Linked DNA regions of Hermetia illucens: region 2 is linked to region 1. A link is a contact called in public Hi-C data. All regions are on one chromosome and are shown on one strand. Each heading gives the region's core, a stretch centred on a gene start, on an enhancer-like site or on the middle of the called end of the contact. The rest is flanking DNA. Distances are from core to core; before and after follow the strand shown.

Region 1 (5,156 bases), core at 1,395-3,894:
TGTAAACCTTTTCTCAATTTACATCTTAATTGTATATTAGCATATCTAGTTTCCCAACACGCACGAGCAGATTTTAATGATTTTTATTATACATTCAACATTCTAACTGATGCAGACAAGAATATTTTTCTTAATTCAATCCTTTTTGTATTGCGCTTTCCGATACATAAATCAAAATAAAGTGCAAACGTTACCTGGCATCAACAAAAAAGTCTTAGCATTTTCGTATTGAAAATCATAAACTGGACTACATATCAAAGGGTTTCTTAATAATAATAAAGATATTAGTTATTCGACGTGAATCTCATTTCATCCTACGTTGCAGACTGTTTTTTTGTCGCACGTCTGTAGAATTAGTACCTAATTTGTTGCTTTCCTTTTGAAACGACATCATTTACTTTGAGGCATATTGCCACAGAACAAAGGGAATGGCGGCAGTATGCATCTTAGATAACTAGACGTAATTACATTTTCGTAAGTAATTACCTAGGGTTTCCCCGTATAACACATCCAGCAATTAAAGAAAGTCGGATTTCAGGTAGGTAAAACAGATAAGACACTTTATATTTAGACATTTTAGAATGAAATTCAAGTAGTAAAACCCAGTTTGTTTTTATGATATATTAGCCTCCCTTCTTTTTTGTAATTTCTACCATTCTTTTAGGTAAACTATTAAACAATTTTCTCATATATTTCCTGGAAATTTGGCCTTACGCAGAAATAATAGCGTTTTTTAATTCGATTGGACCTCGCTGGAAAATCGAGGAGATCAGTGTGTTGCTGTTGAAAATACTGTTTTACGACCTTTGCACTATAAATTGTAGCATTATCTTGTTGGAAAATGAACGGCTAATCCGCGATTGTTCCCAAATTGTTACTAAATTCCTCACGTAGCATTTGCACATACCAGGAGCTGTGCATTTTCCCACTTAAAAACCGAATAGTTGACCGCCCATTGTATCCAATAGCAGACCAAACCATTACACTTCCGCCACCAAAGTGTCTTTTGCTTAACACTCACTCTTATTTCCTTATGTCATGGAAATAATAGCTGAAATCGTCGTGCCCGTCGAGGTTAAATTTTTTCTCGTCTGTAAAAATTACACGGTGCCATTTTTTCTTCCAACGCAAATGATTTTCTACAAAAGCCATTCTGGTCAGTTTGTGCTTTTCTGCGAGAGGCGGTTTTCTCTGTAATTTGCGACGCTTAAGATGCTTTGCTCGTGCAATAATGTTTCGGACATTTCTAATGGCAGTGTCAACGCCTGCCTTGCCCGCGTTTTCCGGGCTGCACTAATCGCATGCTAATATAGTAATTCTCCGTTCATACCGAGGACTTACCGCTCTTGGGCGCCCTGTGGACATTTTCTTTCCATAATTTTCGGGATCCCGAATAACATTACGGACGAAACATCTGCTGCGCTTCGTAATCCGAGCAATTTCCGCTATGGGTTTACCTTCGTCATGTAATGTTTGTATAACCTTTGATTCCGCCGTAGTCAACCGCTTTGCTCTACCCATTATCACGTATTCACTAAACAAAATTTACTAAAAACCACCTACAAATATATGTATATATGTTTTTGAGAATAATGGGGTCCTAAGTCCGCATCAACTGAATGCTGGACTGGACCAAATGGGGAGCAACTTACTCTCTCTTTCCGGGTCCATGGACCCCTCGCTTAGGGCTTCCACCCAAACTTTCCAAAAATGTCAAGCGATGACGGCTTTACGGTTTCTTACCAGGGCAGAGGCAAATCGTCAGACGCTGCCGTGTTCTCCGAATTATATGAAGGAGCACTCAACATCTGCGAGCTGCTACGGTCACGGTGCTCGCAGGGCAGAGGTGAGGCAGCGTCTGCGATTTGCTTCTGCCCTGGTAAGAAACCGTAAAGCCGTCATCGCTTGTCACCTACAAATGTTAAAAGCCAATTCTATGAATACCTTACGTCTTTTTTACAGGTCAAATATTCACACTCGAATGACCAGAGAATGATTTTTCTTTGCTGTCTTATCTTCTTTACCTACCTGAAATTCGAATTTCTTCAATTACTCCATGTTTTTGGGGAATCCCCCAGCTAATTACTCAGGAGAATATAATTCGGCACCGTTATCTCGGATGTATACAAACCTCCTTGGAATTGTTTTATTATTTTATGGAAAACATGGGGTGTCTTATCATTTTTACCGGCACTATACTACACTCCAGATTTGGTTGATTCCCAGCAATCACGTTATGTTCCGAGAAATACTATAAATTCATTGGAAAACACTTGAAATTTAAATATCGAAAAAAGAAGGGGAATCCCCTAAAAAGAATATTGAATAGGATTCTGGACATTATCTAAGACTTAACCCTTTAGTACTAGGGACGGATGTTACTGCGGTTTGAAAAACTAAAGTTGATTTTGTGAAATATGGAAATACTAATAATGATGCAAATTATTATTTATATTTAGAGGTGTAAATTTCTTTAAACATGGAACATTTTTTGGTTGTCAACTACAGTTCTGTCACTGAATTAATTCCATTTTAGTATTTTGGGGTTTCTACTAACCCTGAATTAGAACCAACTATGATTCGCGTCTTCACTTAAGATCGTCACTTAGTGATTGCAGTGGCCTCTGTTGGGAAACTAGAAACGACATTGACGTTTCATTTAATTTTGTAAACATAACCAAGAGGGACGAGGTTTCCGTGTAAAGTTCCAAATGGTTCGGAATTTGTAGCTATTAGTGAATTAAATTGAGTAGTAGTTGAGTAAATTAAATTAAGTGCGATGACATCAGAGAAGCTAGAGTACGATTCTGCAATCGGAGGCCACGTGCCCATTCCCGATGCCATTCAAACTTACCATTATGCCGCGGAGCGTGCCGACGAGGTCCGCAAACTCATCAATGAAATCCAAAATCCGAGCAATACAAAGTTGGCATTCCAAACGCTGCCTAAACACATGCGGCGGCGAGCGATGTCTCACCACCCTAAGCGGCTGCCCAGACGCTATCGAGGCATACACGAATCACAAATGTCCAAAGCTGGAAATCCTCAATCTACGAAGCGACCCTCCCGGAAGTTTCGGCGGAAACCCAGCAATCTCCTGAAGGAATACATTAGGCGGCAGCAGAAGAACATTTGGCTGGAGACACATATTTGGCATGCGAAGCGGTTTCATATGATTCCCAAGTGGGGGTACAAACTGCCGCTGGCTTCGTGCGCGAAGACCTTCCGAGCTAGTTATCGGGCGTCCTCGAGCCATTGCTTAATCCAGGACGTTTCGTATTTGGGTTGTCTAGAAGTAAAAGGTCCGCTGGACGATTTAAAAGTTGGATTTGATAAGATGACGAACTCCAAGTGTGGTTTGGGGATCACGGCGAAACTGTACACAAGCGGAAAGCGAGAAGGCACCGTTCACCTTTTTAAGGCCGGACAGTACCCACATGGAGCTCTGGGCACCATCAGCTTCATCTGGAAGCCCATGGAGAGTTTTCTCGAAATCTCCCGGACATTGTGGATATTCGCCCACCCGTCGATTTACAGGGAAGTAGCCAAGGAACTCATTTCGGTTTTCCGATTGGCCAGCGACCAAAACCAGGTAATGGAGGAAGACGCGGACGGACAAACAAGGACGATAACGAAGACAGTCGCTTACGCGCGGTGCCCTAGCTACAGCAACGCTGATACAAATATTTCTCTAACTGAACTGAAAGACACACTGAACCGGTATCGGCTCACAGGTCCCCTTTCGCAGTCTGTGTTGGTCTCGGCAATGAAATGCAAGGGCTTGCGACCCAACGAGCCGGAAAACTGGTAAGAGACTTTTTAAAAATCGTAAATGAAGTAAAATTAACATAATCCCCGCAGGTTCAAGGAGTTGCAAAACAACGAAAAGCTTAGTAAAGCCCATCAGCTGCAAACAGAGTTCTGGGACGACTGCAAAGGCATTACCTCGCCTGCAATGCTCATTCCGAATATGGTGCTCGGTCTAAACATCGAAGATCCTCGGCTAAACCGACCCAAAAAACGCACTAAAGCTTTACCAGAGTTACAACCAGTCAACCGAAGCATGTTCTTGGCCCTTCCTGAGGATCTCGCACTTAGTTTCATTTGGGATTCTGATACTCGTACAAACCTCACTAAGACGATGCTCTCTAACCACGAATTCTGCAAAAAACGGAGCGAGGACGCCATTATCCCTGGGGACCGCTGTCGCTTCGAAGATGAAATGCAACCCGTTCCCATTCTACTTATCCAGCGTCCAGGGTCGCAAAATAATTTCTACAAGAAGTTAGGCTACGGTTGTGGCTGGGACGTGATTGTGCCGTCTGGTTACGGAATGCCACTCTGGCTTTGCTTGATTATGTGGGGAGCTCGTCCAGGTGGGCTGCGGGAGATGAACTCTATCGCAAAGGAGTCGGGGAACGATGAAAATCTTCCCGATACGCTGATTGCTCGCAAGGAACGCGCCGAGAAATTTCGCGAACTTCGTGACAAATACTTTCGCTTGCCGCCAAATAAACGAGTCAATTATCGACGGCTGGGGATTGCAAGTCCTTTTGAATGTTCGTTTAAAAAACTAGTCAGCGAATGGAGAATGCCCCCGTCAGCGGGCACTGAAGACTTTCACGTTCTGCGCGAGAAACAGTTGCTTGATGACATCGCGACAGCTTTACATCGCAACCAGAACCTTCCTAACCTTCCTGAAGACTGCCTTGTTCCGATCTATTTGAAAATGAAAAGTCGCGGCAATCCCGGTGACTTCTCGGTGATTTGTTTGCCCAAAAGTCGTGATCTGAAGCACGCCCTCAAGCAACAGAAATTCTTCAATAAGAAGCCTGTTCACGTGGAACCACTGCATAACGATTGCAATGAAAACACGAGGAAGAAGCTACGAAAGGAACACAAGAAGCTGCTGAAGAGACTACGAAATCGTCGTGTTCGCGAAAAGAGGCGGAAGCAGGTAACATCATTTCTTATTTTCTGCCTTTTCTTGTTTCAAATTTGTCTTATCCCCAGGAAACCAGCGATAAACGCATAAAAATCCGCCCACCTGGCACAAGTGCAATAGTTGCGGAACAATTCAAGAAAATGTGTGAACTGTGGCTTCCGAACGCACAGAGCTCGATACGATACCAGTGCTCGCGGGAGGTGTTTGGGTA
Region 2 (5,156 bases), core at 1,513-4,012, 180 kb before region 1:
TCTGAGTGGTTAGCGCGCAAGACTGTTGTACGGAAGATCGCGGTTCAAATCTCACTGGTGGCAGTGGGATTTGTATCGTGATTTGACGTCGGATGCCAGTCAACTCAGCTGTGAATGAATAATAATCTCGGGCGAGCGCAATATTACGGTATTGAATGAAGTGCTCTAACATACTTCAACGCTTTCATCTAATATGTATTGTTGCGCCAACGATTATTATTATAATAACTCAAAAAAAAATCACAACGATCGGAACCGTCAAAGCGCCAAAGTTCTTATTGAACATAATATTAACCCTGCCAGCCCTCATGCATTACTCGGAGAGGAAAGTCTATAAAGGGCAATATCTCCGGTAGAAAAAGGAAATGTGGAAGATCCTGCTATGCCAGACAGTTTTTAGGGATATGGTATTGGTGAACCTCGGCACAAAATAGGGAATTTCCTACTAAGGTAGGTCTAGACAGGATACCAGTTGTTGTGTCGTTGATGATGATAGTCATTAAAGGGGCACAATAGTTCTTTCAGGACAAGGTGAAACTTATTATTGGCGTAGCGAACTAATGAATCAGTAGTGTATTATCCGTTTGTCTATTCATGTGTATTCATTTGCAATTTTTACAGACGACTGCGAACCTCTGCCCTGGGAGCAGCGTGAACGAAGTACATAGTCAGCAGATGTAGTTCGCTCCCTTTTATTAATCTGCAAACACGTTATGGGTGCAAGTTATTTCCATGGGGAAAAACCGCCGAGTATTTCTGGCCAAAAGCCGGCATCAGCTAAAATAGTTTTTGTTTGCATTTGAGAGAGCTTCGAATCCGCCATTCACTTGATAGCGGAGCGGAACAATTCAGTCACGCTGCTCCCAGGGCAGAGGGGTGTGATAAGTTACCTCTTCCCTGGACGAAACAGTAGTCGTTTGTAAGAATTTCCTAACTTTAGACGTAAGCGGAACCAATGGGCTAGAAAAGTGAGAGGCAGTTTCCTTCCAATTGGTCGGGTCGTCATCAAATGGATGGCAGATTCTCTTGACCTCATGTTCGAAAGGTGGCTTATCTTTGTGTTTTGCTAGGGAAGAGCATTTTTTCACTTGGTTGTTTTTCCCATCCACCCAACATTTCTGAGGTACTTGTGTCAATTGTTTGTGAATGTCTCCAATACTTTATCATAAATATGAACATTTTGGTGCTTTTACTTTCCTAAACTTGGCATATTACACTAAAAACCTATTTATAAGGCTTTGATCAAGCCGTGAAATTCTGATTGCAAATAAAAATTCGTTTTCAGTGATAAATTAGAAAATCTATTCCAATAACATTATTTATATACAAAAAGTTTCAAGTAAATTGAAATTACACAGTTTCAGTGTCCATTTCCACTTCTTCGACGTCTTCTTCATTTCCATCATCTTCGCCATTCTCCTCTTGACCGTGCGATTCCCACCAGGAAAGGACGCCCAGACCAGATTCGTTTATTGCAGCCTAGAGTAAAAATTGATTCGTTATTTCAATGTGCGTTCATAGTCAAGAGCCACTTACTATTATCCTGTAGGGTGTCTTTACGTCTGCTGTTGTTTGGGATGCGGAAGTCGATGCGCTTTCAGCTTGATCCGGAGGACCAATAGGCGAACTTTCTTCGAATATTTCTCTCGATACACGAAATTTGATGGGTTCACCTGAAAATTATTATACGATCGCGTTTAATTGTTAATTATGAACTTCTAGACAAATTGAACGTGTAAATAAGTTCGAGACCGACACCTATAAAAATTGGTACAAACTGCAACGGGTTCCGAAAACTTTCTCTAAGCTTGACCTAATGGACATGTTTCTTAAATCCAAATTTTTCGAATAAAATTCCATTGTTCAAATCGCTAACATTTGAAGGAAGATGCAGAAATGAGTTCAATGAAAGGTAGAATTGAATTTGCATGCGAAGATCGCAGATAACTACTTTCATGCAACGAAAATAAGCTTCATCAGCTGCACTTGGAATGGTTTCAGAGGAAATAACACGTTCCCGTGATTGTCTATCGGCTTTTTATTTGCTTATTCAAAGGCATTTTACCTATATCCATGAAAAGGTCGTGCCCTTCGCCATTCTCCAAGGGATACTCCCACACCCAGGCCTGTTCCGCTTCCTCAAACCGCGAAGGATGTTGCAATGCAGTCGGTGGTATAAGGATGTCATCAAAAAAGCCTAACGTAACTGCAAGTGTTATAGTGTTTCAGTTAGTTTCCGTATTTTACGCAATTTCTGCAATCAAACTTACTATGCACTCCTTCACGACTGCAACTCCGTATTTTACCGGTTATGACGTCACCGACTGTTGGACGGAATACAATATACCGAAAAATCACTTCAGTGTGCGACGCCCCATCTCCCGGCAATATGATGGAATCACCAAGCTTGACAATATCTTTCAGGGCAATACACAGACCGACGTTTAAAAGTACCTAAATCCACAGAAACATGAGTTAGAATCGTAGCCATGATAATATTATCACATGCGAAACACCTTATTTGCTAATTTTCTATTGATTTCATCCCGGACTGCTTCCGACAGCTTCAGGTGGAATTGCTCCGGTGCAATTCGGATTGTATCCTTTAGCTCCGCTAGAACAAACATTCCGAACGCTTTTTCACCAGCAAATTGCTATCTAAACATATCTACTACGAAAGGAATGATTATAGTCTTCACGTTGTTGAGGAAATATTAAAATTAATCCACTTTGAAGCGGGATAAACACCGAGCGCGAGACTGTCAAATTTGTTTTGACAGCAGCTTGAAAACTCTCCACAGCATGCACGTGTTACTTGATTTGACGTTTTACGAGTGTTTAAAGTCTGCAGCACGGTCTTGGATTGTTAGTTCTTGAACGGTTATTCAGCTTTGCTAACATTTTTAAAGAGCTTGGAAGGATTTTAAATATAGGCCTGTTTGTGATTACTGTCCTTCTTCTAGAATCGAGCCATAATGAGTGTGCCGGCTCCCGGTCAGTTTAGCGATGCAGAGGAGGATGATCCAGTTTGTGATGAGGTGAGTGTAGTGCTCCAGGAAGTTAAATTTGGGAATTTCAGTGGCCCCGTTCGAAAGAATAGTTACAGAGTTTCCTGAGTAGGGGATTCAGTCTTTTTACTGCCAACCAGAAACTGACTGCGCTGAACCACCGTAAGTGGTGTTTCTAACGGTGGTGAAATGGCCTAGGTCTCGTGTTTTGAAGTTGTATTTGCAATTATTGTGCAATGCAAGGATTAAATTAGGAATTAAATTGTGCAAATAGTCAATTGTCTGCTGGATATTAGTTGTCAGGACTACCGCGATCAATTAAAGAAATTGAGTTGTGTAGGATTTCCTCACTCATTGAAATTAACCCTTCGCGAGTAGTGCATTTGCTAATGCACATCTTCCAATTATCTTTCCGCCGACCATCAAATTTTTTTGAAAACTTTATATAAATTTTGAGTACATTTCCAATACTTTCCGAAAAAATTTAAATATCAATATTTTGCGGTGGGAATTATATGATAGGGTCTTATACAAAATATTGTTCTATGCACTGAATGGGGTGGTAAATTCGCGAACTGCCATATACACTTAGCAGAAAAAGTCTGCGTACACCTCATCAACGGCGCAACAACCAGTATTGGGTCTAGGTTGGCCTTATTAAGGAACTCCAGACACGAATTCTATATCCCTAAAAGTTGTCTCGTGTTCTGACCATCGCTACATCTCAGGCAGGGTTTGGCTCGTCTTCTTTTTCTACCATAGGCTTTCCGGGCTAAATCATCCTCATCCATACGTATTAGGTGACCCGCCCACAGTAACCTGTTGAGCCGGATTTTATCCACGACCAGACGGTCGGAGTCTCGCTCATAGATTTCGTCGTTATGTAGGCTATGGAATCGTTCATCCTCAGTAGGGGCCAAAAATTCTTCGGAGGATTCTTCTCTCGAACGCGACTAAAAGTTTGCAATTTTTCTTGCTAAGAACCCAAGTTTCCGAGGAATACATGAGGACTGGCAAGATTATAGTCTTGTACAGTAACAGCTTTGACCCTATGGTGAGACGTTTCGAGCGGAACAGATTTTGTAAGCTGAAATAGGCTCTGTTGGCAGCGAACAACCGTGTGCGGATTTCGTCGTCATAGTTGTGAATTTCGACCCAAAGTTGTAGTCTCCTATCTTTATTCTTCTCGTTTGACCAGTGCGATTCGCTGCCACCATGTACTTCGTCTGCTTGATCTGGATGATGGTAGACATTTCGGGTTGTTCTTCCCATAATGTCAACATCGTCAGCGTAGGCCAGTAGTTGGGTGGATTTGAAGAGGATGGTGCCTCGCAAAGGTGTAGTGTGGAAGCGCCTTGTCGACTTAGGAAATACACCCACTTCCTTCCTAGCATGTCTAGCGACTACACTTTTGGCATGCGAGGCATTCTCTTGCCCAAGAGTTCACGACTTTGTTCACCATCATCATCATCAACGGCGGAACAACCGGTATCCGGTCTAAGCCTGTCTTAATAAGGAACTCCAGACATCCCGGTTTCGTGCCGAGGTCCACCAATTTAATATCCCTAAAAGCTGTCTGGCATCCTGACCTACGCCATTGCTCCATCTTAGGCAGGGTCTGCCTCGTCTTCTTTTTCTGCCATAGATATTGCCCCTATAGACTTTGCGGGCTGGATCATCCTCATCCATACGGATTAAGCAATCCATCCACCGTAACCTTTTAAGCCGGATTTTATCCACAACCTGACGGTCGTGGTATCGCTCATAGATTTCGTCGTTATGTAGGCTACGGAATCGTCCATCCTCATGTAGGGGGCGAAAAATTCTTCGGAGGATTCTTCTCTCGAACGTGGCCAAGAGTATTTATTCATGAAAGACCAGAAATAATTGTTGAAGACTAACTAGTTCGTTATCCGAATGCCGGGATTCGCAATATCGTGCACCGAAAGAAAAACTTCTTTACGAAAAGCGGATATATGGCCTAGGTCCCTTTTCAGGGATCTCGTAATGGATAAAGGAATGTGACGCAAGGATAGGGAACTCCTTGAACTTGTATTTGAAGGCCGGTTGCAGGATCTGAAGAACTGCGTCATATTTCTGAACCACAGCGATTGCCAAAAAATCGACTGCGGCTGGGATGTTGATCTC

The links. A called contact is a pair of places that touch in the nucleus more often than the background predicts.
Region 2: a contact with region 1 is called in a Hi-C map of an unstated tissue, with 9 times the contacts expected there. The contact joins the promoter of LOC119649647 here to the promoter of LOC119649970 in region 1. A contact is called at or near these places in 2 of 2 Hi-C or Micro-C datasets (an unstated tissue and whole body).

What each region holds. Positions count from the first base shown.
Region 1 is chr2:43,278,383-43,283,538 of iHerIll2.2.curated.20191125, reverse strand. It overlaps LOC119649970 (ribonucleases P/MRP protein subunit POP1), which reads left to right and starts at 2,644. Exons shown (of 3, transcript XM_038052406.1): 1 at 2,644-3,807; 2 at 3,862-4,957; 3 at 5,014-5,156. The coding sequence starts at 2,780.
Region 2 is chr2:43,462,638-43,467,793 of iHerIll2.2.curated.20191125, reverse strand. It overlaps LOC119649647 (DNA-directed RNA polymerase III subunit RPC8), which reads right to left and starts at 2,762. Exons shown (of 5, transcript XM_038051902.1): 1 at 2,517-2,762; 2 at 2,271-2,454; 3 at 2,066-2,206; 4 at 1,537-1,673; 5 at 1,279-1,479. The coding sequence starts at 2,627. The coding sequence ends at 1,351. LOC119649646 (serine/threonine-protein kinase RIO1) reads left to right here and starts at 2,838. Exons shown (of 4, transcript XM_038051901.1): 1 at 2,838-3,038. The coding sequence starts at 2,976.